2 separate regions of the Mus musculus genome follow, and region 2 is linked to region 1. A link is a contact called in public capture Hi-C data. All regions are on one chromosome and are shown on one strand. Each heading gives the region's core, a stretch centred on a gene start, on an enhancer-like site or on the middle of the called end of the contact. The rest is flanking DNA. Distances are from core to core; before and after follow the strand shown. Region 1 overlaps Acoxl (acyl-Coenzyme A oxidase-like). Region 2 overlaps Morrbid (myeloid RNA regulator of BCL2L11 induced cell death).

Region 1 (5,804 bases), core at 1,444-3,943:
AACATGGAGATAACATGTTACCCATCAAACCCAACAAAGGAAAAGCACAAGAGCAGACTCTGTTCTGTGGATGAGATTAGGAGGAAGTAGACACGGCCGACGTCACCCTCTCCCTCTGAGCAGAGTTTCAGAAATTATGAAATCATAAATGGGAAATCAAATGTGTAAGAGAGGCCTAGTGAGCTGAGCTGTAACCACAACGCAGATGGCTCTTCAGCACAAGGGGTAAAATCTAAGTCTATATAGTCTACCCTTCATATAAGAAAAAGGCAGTAGGAGCATGCACACATGAACATTCATTGTGGGAAAAAAAATACAAGTGCCAGCTTAGCAAGGGGAGAAAGGGAGAGATGGAAATGGAGAAATGGAGGAAATGGAGGATGGGAAAGGTGAATGTCTAAGTTTTCCCTCATCAGGAGACAATACCTGGAACAAACAAGGGTCTGTTGCTTCTGGGTCATAGTGAAACAGAACATCATGGAGCATGCTCACTCCATGATGAGTGGAAAGGAGAGGGAGAGGGAGAGGGGGAGGGGGAGGAGAGGGAGAGGGGGAGGGAGAGGGAGAGAGGGAGAGGAGGAGGGGAACAGGGAGAGGGAGAGGAGGAGGGGAACAGGGAGGGGGGAGAGGGAGAGGAAGGGGAGGGGGAGGGAGAGAGGAGGAGGGGAACAGGGAGAGGGAGGGGGAGGGGGACAGGGAGGGGGACAGGGAGAGAGAGGGGGAGAGGGAGAGGGAGAGGGAGGGGGAGAGGGAGAGGAAGAGGGAGGGGGATGGAGAGGGAGACTCTTCAAGAATACAGCCCCAGTGACCCAGTTCCTCCAAATAAGACCTACTTCCTAGTTTCCATCATTGATCAATAATGATGGGTCCATCAATGGATTGCTCTATTGACTAGGTTTGTGTGCTCAGTCCCCTCTCAGGAGCTGCTAGCTAGGAGTCAGGTCTTCAACACTTCAGAATGTGTAGGGGTATTTTATTTTCAAACCACAACAGTAAAGCAAAACAAAAAGAAGCCAAAGAGATGTAGCTTTCTGTACAGCAATGAGGCTAGGGAACTTCACAGGTTCCCATAGAGACCCTAAAAATAATAATTTTAAAAGTAAACGGAAAAGTGAAATCAGCCACGGTATAGGGGGAGTTGAAAGAAGATTACACATCGGAACAAGTTGGTTTGCTACTCCTGGATAGAGAGCCATGCAGAAAAGTGGGAATGACCTAGTTAGAGAAATGTTGGAAATGCTGTTTTGATTTGATGATGTAGGGCTAATGTTACAGAGAAAAATACTGGATTCCAGTTAGTAAATGTGTTCCTCACCAGGAAGAGTTCTGTTAAGTTCTTGACATATACCTTGGGAACACAGACACAAACAAGGAGCAACAAATGAAAGAAAGACTTTAAAATGAACCCTATTGTTCATACTGGAGTTGGAGCCATCATTAAAAACTCATGGTTTCTAACGGTTTCTAATACATATGACTTAATATATGTTCATATTTATACGTAATCTATGGCTTTGGAAAGGAAGCAGAGGGAACCCAAGGAGAAGACACTGGATTTTAAATACAATTCTCTCCAGAGCAGCCTGGGCTCCTGATCTAGAGTTGCCAGTAACAAAGAAAAACCATGAAGTAAGTAAATGCTCAAAAAGAAAGAAAAGAAAAAGAAAGAATGAATGGAAGAGGTGTCAGGGTGTCTATGAAAGGGACATGGAGACCAAGCTAAACAAACAGCTCATCATGGCTAAAGCTATGAGTATTTTTTTCTTTTTGGATCAAAATCAAGAAGTAATCAACAGTATTGGATTATAGACCAAAGTGTAAAATAATTATTGACGAATTCATCCTGATGTAATAGGATTTCACTGAATGAATAATTTGGGGAGATACTTTTGTTTCCAAGTAATACACGTATGACAAGATGAGGGAAAGAGAAGCTCCTTCCCAGCCAAGAAGTCAGCACAGCACTTCTGGATGCAAGGAGGAGCATCTCTGGACTGTCCTCGGTCCCCTTGTACCCTTGGTGACCAACACCATGAAGAAAGCATGGGCTGTCTTGATCCAGGCAGGCAGCCAGTAATGAATGTGCCTGATTATATGATCTCAAAGACTCCTTCCAAGCTCACAGACTCCCGTGGAAATGGCCACCATTCCCATGTAATTAACAGGAGTAAAATTTTCTTTCCTCTTCTTTATTTCGAATTCCTCTTAACCTTCTCAGTCTCTTCTCAGAAAGAGAGTTTAGGGCTCTGGGTATGGGAAAGAGGGAATATTATGTGACTATTTCCTCCAAATGGAAACACTGCTTCCTGGAGCGAGGCTCAGAGGCACAGGAGCAAACACAACAAGGTGCAGGAAGCTCCTAAAACTTACAGTTCACAAGGTCTCTCCACAGGTTATATATGCTGGAACAATTGCTAAATAAGAGGAAGATTTCCAGTGAAAGTGTGCAGGGAACTCCAAAGTCATGACCCCTTCTGAGGTAGGCTTTTCAGTGACGCACCTGCCTATGTCACCCACGCCTTTGAGTGACTCCTCACCTATTGCCTTGTATGTACCTCTCACCCCAAATCGCACTGAGTTAGTAGGCTAGACTTTGGATGGAGTAATTTCTTTGGTCTATCATGGTGTCCTGTCTGGAGTGAACAGTCACTTGCTAATGTCTTTCTAGTAAAGGACATGCACAGAGAGGGTTGGAAGCGAGGGAGAAAACGTGAGTCCTGATATTAATAAGTTTCTGAGCTCCTGTGGGTGGAGAAGGGAGCAAGAGAGAAAAAAGACCAAGTAACAGGATAGTTTCATGACATAAGTCTTAGTCAGAGTTCTCTAGAGGAACAGAAACAAGGGGATGAATGAATATGAATATGTGCATGTATGCATGTATGTATGCATATGTGTGTGTGTGTGCATATGTCAAAATTTATTAAGTGGGCTTTAAAATAGCAACGATGGCCATGACAAAGAGGGAAGAGCTAAGCAAATGCTTGAGAGCACTGAAGGCTGAGAGGTGAGCACAGCCCACCGTGGGGCTTCCTGAATTTCTGTTCCTAGAACTCTGCAAACCACTGCCTACCCCTTCCTGGGCGTGACAGCCCTTCCTGGGCCATGTCATCCCTTCCTGAGCATGTCACCCCTTCCTGGGCGTGCCATCCCTTCCTGGGCCATGTCACCTCTTCCCTGTCTCAGGCCTTTCAGTATTTAAACCCTGAGCAACAGAACCTGTTTCACATCCCAGAATTTTTAAGCACTAGACAACTGAGAGGAAGTTGAAGTTTTGTATAAAGCAGCCCTTGAGTTCAACATAAACTATGAACCTGGGACATGTGACCTCTCATGGCATCTTCTGTCTCTAATGATCTGTGCCTGGAGCAAAGCTCTTGATGTTTCTGTGCCAAGAGACTTTTAGGCAAGTACCTGCTCATTCAGGTCACCATACTAGGTTTTTTGTATCTAAGAGATTTTATTTTTACTTTTTATTATGTGTGTGGGGTATAAGCATGTGAGCGCAGTGTCTGTGGAGGCCAGAATAGGACAGTAAGTTCCCTGGAGCTTGAGTTGCAGGCTCTTGTGAGCCATCTGATATGGATGCTGGGGATGGAACTCACCCTGAAAGGACAATATGTGATGCACTTTTAGCCATTGAGCTGTCTCTCTAGCCTGTTTGTTCTAAAACTTAACAAGTATGGGCTGGAAAGATGGCTCAGTAGTTACCAGAATATGCTGCTCTTGTAGTGGAAGAGGACCCTTCAGTGGTTCCCAGCACCCACACTGGGTGGATCACAGTCACCAGCAACTCCAGCTCTAGGGGATTTGTTGACTTTGGCCTCCACAGCTACCTGTGCTCCCTTGTACTTAATCCCCCACCCACACAAGTATGCATAACTGAAAATAATAAAAATAAATCTTTTACGTTTAACAAGCAGACTGCCGGCTACCACTCTGTCCTGTCTGTAGCCTCAAACGGATACAGCCAGCACTGGAGTCTCTGTCTGAGCTGACTGACAGCAATGTTTTCCTAGCTCCATCAGCCACCACCTCACCAGTGTTCTTGAAGATCCTTGATTGAGGGATGTTCTGAGTGCCCTTTGCCCAGGCATGTGCCACTCATGGGCCATCCAGTCACTACGGACACTTCTCCTTTTCTACAGATGAGAGCTGAGATGAGATCCCCAACCTCAACTCTTGGACCTGAACAAATCTATTGTCAGGCCTAAACTTGTAACAAACAGAACAGCTGCCATTGTTTGCAGAAGCTCTGTGGTATCTCAGACAGTCAGAATGCTGTGGTTGTACATCAACAACAATAAAAACCTGAGTAACAGTAGTTGTCTAAATAGAAAGTGCTACATAGTTATGCTTCTAGCAACCTTATTTCCAGACTTCCCTGATTCTCCATCTACATCTCCAAATAAAGAAAATGAGCAGTTTACTGACTTGGATTTGACGATCGCTCGATGCTCGTTTGTTTGCATACTTCTCTTCTCTTTCCTTTCTTTCTTTCTTTTTTTTTTTTTTTTAGGTATATCTTTATTTTTTTAATTTTTTAAAAAATATTTTTATTACATATTTTCCTCAATTACATTTCCAATGCTATCCCTAAAGTCCCCCATACCCTCTCCCCCACTTCCCTACCCACCCATTTCCATTTTTTTGACCCTGGCTTTCCCCTGTACTGGGGCATATACAGTTTGCGTGTCCAATGGGCCTCTCTTTCCAGTGATGGCCGACTAGGCCATCTTTTGATACATATGCAGCTAGAGACAAGAGCTCCGGGGTACTGGTTAGTTCATATTGTTGTTCCACCTATAGGGTTGCAGATCCCTTTAGCTCCTTGGATACTTTCTCTAGCTCCTCCATTGGGAGCCCCGTGATCCATCCAATAGCTGACTGTGAGCATCCACTTCTGTGTTTGCTAGGCCCCGGCCTAGTCTCACAAGAGACAGCTACATCTGGGTCCTTTCAATAAAATCTTGCTAGTGTATGCAATGGTGTCAGCGTTTGGAAGCTGATTATGGGGTGGATCCCTGGATATGGCAGTCTCTACATGGTCCATCCTTTCGTCTCAGCTCCAAACTTTGTCTCTGTAACTCCTTCCATGGGTGTTTTGTTCCCAATTCTAAGGAGGGGCATAGTGTCCACACTTCAGTCTTCATTCTTCTTGAGTTTCATGTGTTTAGCAAATTGTATCTTATATCTTGGGTATCCTAGGTTTTGGGCTAATATCCACTTATCAGTGAGTACATATTGTGTGAGTTCCTTTGTGAATGTGTTACCTCACTCAGGATGATGCCCTCCAGGTCCATCCATTTGCTTAGGAATTTCATAAATTCATTCTTTTTAATAGCTGAGTAGTACTCCATTGTGTAAATGTACCACATTTTCTGTATCCATTCCTCTGTTGAGGGGCATCTGGGTTCTTTCCAGCTTCTGGCTATTATAAATAAGGCTGCTATGAACATAGTGGAGCATGTGTCCTTCTTACCGGTTGGGACATCTTCTGGATATATGCCCAGGAGAGGTATTGCTGGATCCTCCGGTAGTACTATGTCCAATTTTCTGAGGAACCGCCAGACTGATTTCCAGAGTGGTTGTACAAGCCTGCAATGCCACCAATAATGGAGAAGTGTTCCTCTTTCTCCACATCCTCGCCAGCATCTGCTGTCACCTGAATTTTTGATCTTAGCCATTCTGACTGGTGTGAGGTGGAATCTCAGGGTTGTTTTGATTTGCATTTCCCTGATGATTAAGGATGTTGAACATTTTTTCAGGTGCTTCTCTGCCATTCAGTATTCCTCAGGTGAGAATTC
Region 2 (5,499 bases), core at 78-2,577, 340 kb before region 1:
AGCCCACACACTGTCTTACCTATCCCTCTCCTGGCTTCTTAGTTTTTGTGTGGGTTGCTAAGTGGAACCCAATGACAAAACTGGAAGACTACTATAGACACTTCTACAGGGCTGTGAGGCTGACGGGAGGAAACGGAATGCCAGAGGTCTGGCTGGCTTGAGCTCTGTTTGGTTCAGTAAAATATTGCTGTTGTTTATGTCAAAAAGTGGGAGAGAAGCCAGGCAGCCAAGCATGATAACAGAGATCTCTAATGTCAAGCACTTGCGGGGCTGGGGTAGAAAGGCCAGCCTGGGCTCTCAGGGAGTCCCAGGCCGGCCTGGGCTATATAACCTTATGAGACCCTGTCTCACAAGAACAGCAAGATCAGAAAAACAAGGTGGGAAAAAGACCGTTGGAGACACCTTGGGCTCTCAATCGGCCATACCCCTAGAAAAGGCTTCTCTGGGTTCACCCTCTTGGGGAAGACCTGGATTCTGAGTAAGGGATTTTTCTCCTAGGTTCTGAGGAAGGTCTCAGGGGTAAGGGTTTCACAGTGAAGTTTGTGCTTACATTTTATGACAGAGATGAAAAGAAACCCTGTGTCCTAGGCTCCAGCGTATTTCTTTGAGGACCCGGCATGGGGTCATTGTTCTTAGAGTCTCTGGCTCCATTTCACAGACACGTAGCACATTCTACATTCTAGGGTTGGCTATGAAGACAGGCAGTATTCTCAGAACTATTTTTAGCATTTTATTTTCTGTTCAGGGTCAAGAACTTCACCCACCTAAGTCAGGTCCCACTACATGGAATGTTCCAGAAAGCAAAACGTCCAGCTGCCTGTCTTCTATTCTAGGCCTAAGTTATTTGAATTAAATCCCAAAGCCAAATTAATTCTACATACTCTGCTGCTTCTGTGTCAGGGACATTGATTCTCCAGTTATCAGGGGTTCTTGCAGATCCCTGCAACCACAGGACTCCGAAACCACAGGGTTGCGGAGAAGATATGCAGATATCCTCTTTAATGGCAATTTCAGTTATGTTCATTAGAAAGTGTGATGCTCACCCCCGGGGGCCAGGGGCTGTCCATCTCAGTCACTCTACCCTCCCGTGGGCCTGCTTTAAGTCATCTTTCTCTGGGGTGGTGGCTTTCACAGTCATGTGAGTTTGGTACATGGCTGCCTTGAGTTTAGCTACAATATATAGTCGTGGTGTGTGTGTGTGTGTGTGTGTGTGAGAGAGAGAGAGAGAGAGAGAGAGAGAGAGAGAGAGAGAAATAAAATACCCTCTGCAAGGTCCTGTGGAGGTCACCGTCCTTAAGGACTCTGCCACCTGCAATGTGGTTGGACAAGAGTGAGTGTCCCAGGGCTCTTTTTATCGTGCAGTGACAATGTAGGGATTTCTATGGCAGAAGCTCGCGGGGTCATTTTTAAACTCGGGTGCATTGAGCATAATCGGCTAATTTTGGCTTTTAGTACTTCTGTAATTGAAGACAGACAGATTGCTAATTCGGTGTGTTTGAAACTTCCTCAAGATCGTTTGAGCAGCCTTGAGGCCAGGGTTGGTCATACTTTCATTTTAAACATAGTTATTTTCCCTCGGGGAAATGAGCAGGCCCTGCTTGGTGTGTGGTCTGGTGACTTGTTGATTTCAGAGTCCCACAGTATGGACATGAAGCCTGGTGGGGACGGCTGCTGGCTCACGGGTCACCTGACTGCCTTTGCGGAGGGTCCAGCTTTTGTTCTTATTTATAAGAAGGGTGACAAGAGGTCTTTGGTGGTGTGCCTGTGGGACTTAGCTGTTGGATTTCCAGCTTAACTGTCAAATGCAGAGTCTGATTCTCTGAGCTTGCTTTCATCTTGTTCCTAGGAAGAAATATTAGCTACTGCCCCTTTTTATGTTCTTATGTATTTCTATTCTGTATATTTTACCCTGCACAGCTATGCATGACGACAGGTCATTTGAGGCTTCTGAAAGAGAATTTTGTTAGCCAACCTCAGCTTTTTGGTGTTTTGGTTTGGTTTTGGACACCAAGTCACTAGTGACCCAATAAGAGAGACAGTTCAGAAATTAAGACGAGTTGACATTTACCTAAATCTGACTCCGTGGCCTCTGTGGCTCTGGTTTTTGTATTATTTCCTCAGACAAGCTGTAGCATTGGCCCAACATCAGAACTTTTCAGATCCAAGAGCAACACGGTGTGGACTCACTTCCTGTCCGAACTGCACGGACTTACCGACTCTGTGGGCTTTATGATGCAGAAGCAGTGTTCAATAGCTCATAAAGTTTATATCTCACACAAACTTACCTGTGATATTATTAATTACTATTTGGCTGCCTAGAAACTATTTTTCCTGTGGCCCTGTAATACCTCTTGTGGAGTAACATTGAAAAAAAAAATAAGTAAGGACCCTCATAATACAAAATAAATCTGACTTGCCTTTCTTGTCACTTACAGATGGGTTTTTAAAAAGCATCTTGCCTTTCCTATCAACAAAGCCCCCCACCCTCCCCCCCGTTTTTGTCAGTTCTTCTATTTATTTTGAAATACTAAACAATCGACTTCACTTGTCCTCGCGGCTTCTTATGTCTTGGGGGAATGACTCACTGATTTAGGCTCTCAGTCACCAGGGGCCAATGTCAGGATCCACAGAAACTTCCTGTTGTTTCGAATAGCTTCCCCCCAACCCCCTACACCCTCCCTCCTTCGAGGTGACAGAGTCTAGAGAATTCACAGGGCGTGGGGGGTGGGTCGGAGGTGGCGGGCTGGGTTATTTGACTTCTGAAATGAGTTTTAAAGTATCAGATTTAAAAGTGTGTCACTTACCAAACCCAAGATGTAGTGTGTCCCTGAGGTTTCTTGGTAGTGTTCTTGCTCCTGTGCTTCGTGCAATTAGAAAAAGAAAAAAAAAAAAATCACCTTTTGGTTTTTAGATTGTAAAAGCATCACTCCTGCCAGCAGACCTGGAGAGGGCCGTGGTGAACGGGGATTTACTTATTGCGGGACAGGGTAGCCAATAAACTGTCACCCTCTCCTGTGCTTAGGGTGTTCAGGGTATTTGTTAATGTTCAAAAAAAAAAAAAGTGGGATCACAATTCTGAGACACCAAGCGTAGATTACTTCATAGACAAAGAGTGGAAGCTGGAGATCGAGATCGGCGGGGCTGGAAGGGAGGAGGTGGGGGAGGGAGTGTAATGGGGCCAGCTTCAGTTTGAAAAGACAAAAATGTCCTAGAGAAAGGTGCTGCTGTCCATTGCGCAGCAACGTGAATGGAAACAGGACACTGAAGGACACACAGAGATGTGGTTAAAGTGCTCAGAGTGCTGTGACCATTAGCACAGTTTAAACAATGCACACACATCTGTGGAAATTGGGTGTTTGAATCACCGTGTAATAAAATATTAGCTAGATGTGATTTGTAAGAATTTACCAAAACTTCCATTCAGAATGGCTACTCTGACTATACACATGTTGTATACACTGTGGGTCTGGTTAACTAAGATGTGTGGTTTTTTTTCCCCACTTTTTTTTTTTTTTTTTAGAAATAAAGTTTAATTTTTTAATAATAAAAGAAAAAAGCCAGGTGTGGTGGTAAATGCCTTTAATTCCAGAACTCAGGAGGTAAAGACAAATTGATCTCTGTGAGTTCAAAGCCAACCTAGTCTACAAATTTAGTTCTAGGACAGCAAAAAAAAAAAAAAAAAAAAAAAAAAAAATCACTCTCTAGCTCAGAGGGTGGTCAGTGTGGGGTTCTTTGCATCCACTTCACCTGTCCCTAGGTGGGCTGTTTCTTCTTGCTGGGATTAGATCAGCCTAGGATCCCAACCTTTAATCTAGACATTTCTGTACTGTTGTTGTCTGCGGGACAAAACTTGTTGTTTTGGTTGTTTGCTCCAGCCTGAGACACCACAATGCCATCAAGCCAGGAGCCTTTCCTCGCTGATGAAGTTGTATTTGTAGTAACGCTCTCTTGTCTACAGCGAAACTGCGGCTCTTTCAGGAGGACATGAAAAACATGTCTTGTAGACTGGGTGGCTTTATGTGAACTTTGAACTAGGTAGAATCTGACCTGTGACTTAACATTTTTATTTGTATCTTTTTAAAAGTTTTTATTTAGGTTCTGAGGTTTGAGTCCTAAGCCTCTTGCATACTAGGCTAGGAGGCCCTCTACCACTGAGCTATACCCTTCTTAAAGAGTTTCAGAGTCTCACTCAGCAGCCCAGGCTGGCTTTCCACCTATGACCTATCAAAGCCTGCTGACTAGCTGAGCTACAGGCCTGGGCCATCAGCCACCCCTCCTTCTTATGTCTATTATTCTCTTGTGTGTGTGTGTGTGTGTGTGTGTATGTGTGGTATATGTGTGTTGGGTGTTAGGGGTGTGTGTTGGGTGTGTATGTGTGGTATGTATGTATGTGTTAAGCGTGCCATTTTACTAAGAGAAATACATAAATGAGAATTACCAACGTAATCTTTTCTTTTTTACAATGTTGGAGGCTGAGTCGAGGGCTTTGTACTCGCCAGGGAAGCACTGTGTCTCTGAGCTAAATCCCCAGTCCCTCCTCGAGGTGTCTATAAGTGGTCTTTATTAGCTAGAGAGCTAAAACACCATGAAACAAAGTCCACACCCACCTCTGACCTGAGAAAACTATTTCCTATGCCATTTCTAGGACAGCCCTTCAGTCTCCACCCCGGCTTCCACTCCCCTATGAGATAGTACATTCTAGAGCCAGAGCCAGTATTTTTGTAAAGCCCATGTCAGTGGAATAGACACTAATTATATTCAGCTCCACACAAGCTGGTGTCCCTGTGACCAACAATTCACATTGTTCCTGACAGGAAGCACTGTTTGAACCTAAGCGATGTTTTGTGGTAGCACATGGCTGACCACTGCCAGCACTAACAGTCCTGCTTCAAGGTGGTGACAAAATGAAGAAATTGCCTGAGTGGGGACTGCAGATGCCTTCACGTGTGGCATTGCTATCTGGGTGACACAAAACACAACAGGTTTCCCCCACCCACCCACCCACCCACCCACAAATGAGGTAGCATCGCAACCGGCAAGACAGTGCATCTTTAGATTTCTGACATACATCTTGCTGGAAAAGTTGGTTCACCCCCATCCACAGGCAGTTTAAGTATTATTTGGGGACATGTTTGACTTCATGTAGATTGGAGACTAGACATCAAACAGCATCTGAACACAGGGTGTGCAATAGTGTGAACTAGTGGCTACCTTTGTCCTTAGTTGTTGAGAGAAAAGAAGCTTGTATCTTCTAATCTGATGCCAACCCACCCCCACCTCACTCACCCACCCTTACTTTGTTCCTCTTATAAATTCTTTCTATTAGGGACCACACACATAGACTTAAGAATATATAGCTAGAAAGTACGCAGGGACAGAGAATCCTAGTGCGGGGAGAGAAAGACACAGGACATAGCTCACAAGAATTAAAGAGGGTGAGCTCCCCCGGATGCTGTCTGAGCAGGAAAAAGAACGAGAAAGTAGCTCGCCCACTCGTGA

Evidence for each region. Capture Hi-C pulls out chosen DNA fragments and counts their contacts.
Region 2: a contact with region 1 is called in a capture Hi-C map of bone marrow-derived macrophages, with 5 times the contacts expected there. The contact joins two enhancer-like sites. A contact is called at or near these places in 4 of 484 Hi-C or Micro-C datasets (CD8 T cells, bone marrow-derived macrophages, liver and 1 more), 5 of 115 datasets of contacts at active chromatin or transcription factors (acute myeloid leukemia, bone marrow-derived macrophages, effector CD8 T cells and 1 more) and 1 of 9 other capture datasets (bone marrow-derived macrophages).

What each region holds. Positions count from the first base shown.
Region 1 is chr2:128,052,385-128,058,188 of GRCm38.p6, reverse strand. The region is part of intron 14 of Acoxl (acyl-Coenzyme A oxidase-like); the gene reads right to left. Among named protein-coding and RNA genes, the nearest start is that of Bcl2l11, 71 kb to the left of the region's middle. Within about 2 kb of position 2,693, at least 54 of the 459 cell types and tissues checked have an H3K27ac peak or open chromatin away from gene starts, as enhancers often do. A contact at or near this core is called in CD8 T cells, bone marrow-derived macrophages and macrophages, where this site is marked.
Region 2 is chr2:128,389,704-128,395,202 of GRCm38.p6, reverse strand. All of the region lies in intron 1 of Morrbid (myeloid RNA regulator of BCL2L11 induced cell death), which reads left to right. Among named protein-coding and RNA genes, the nearest start is that of Gm14010, 30 kb to the left of the region's middle. Within about 2 kb of position 1,327, at least 56 of the 459 cell types and tissues checked have an H3K27ac peak or open chromatin away from gene starts, as enhancers often do. A contact at or near this core is called in CD8 T cells, bone marrow-derived macrophages and macrophages, where this site is marked.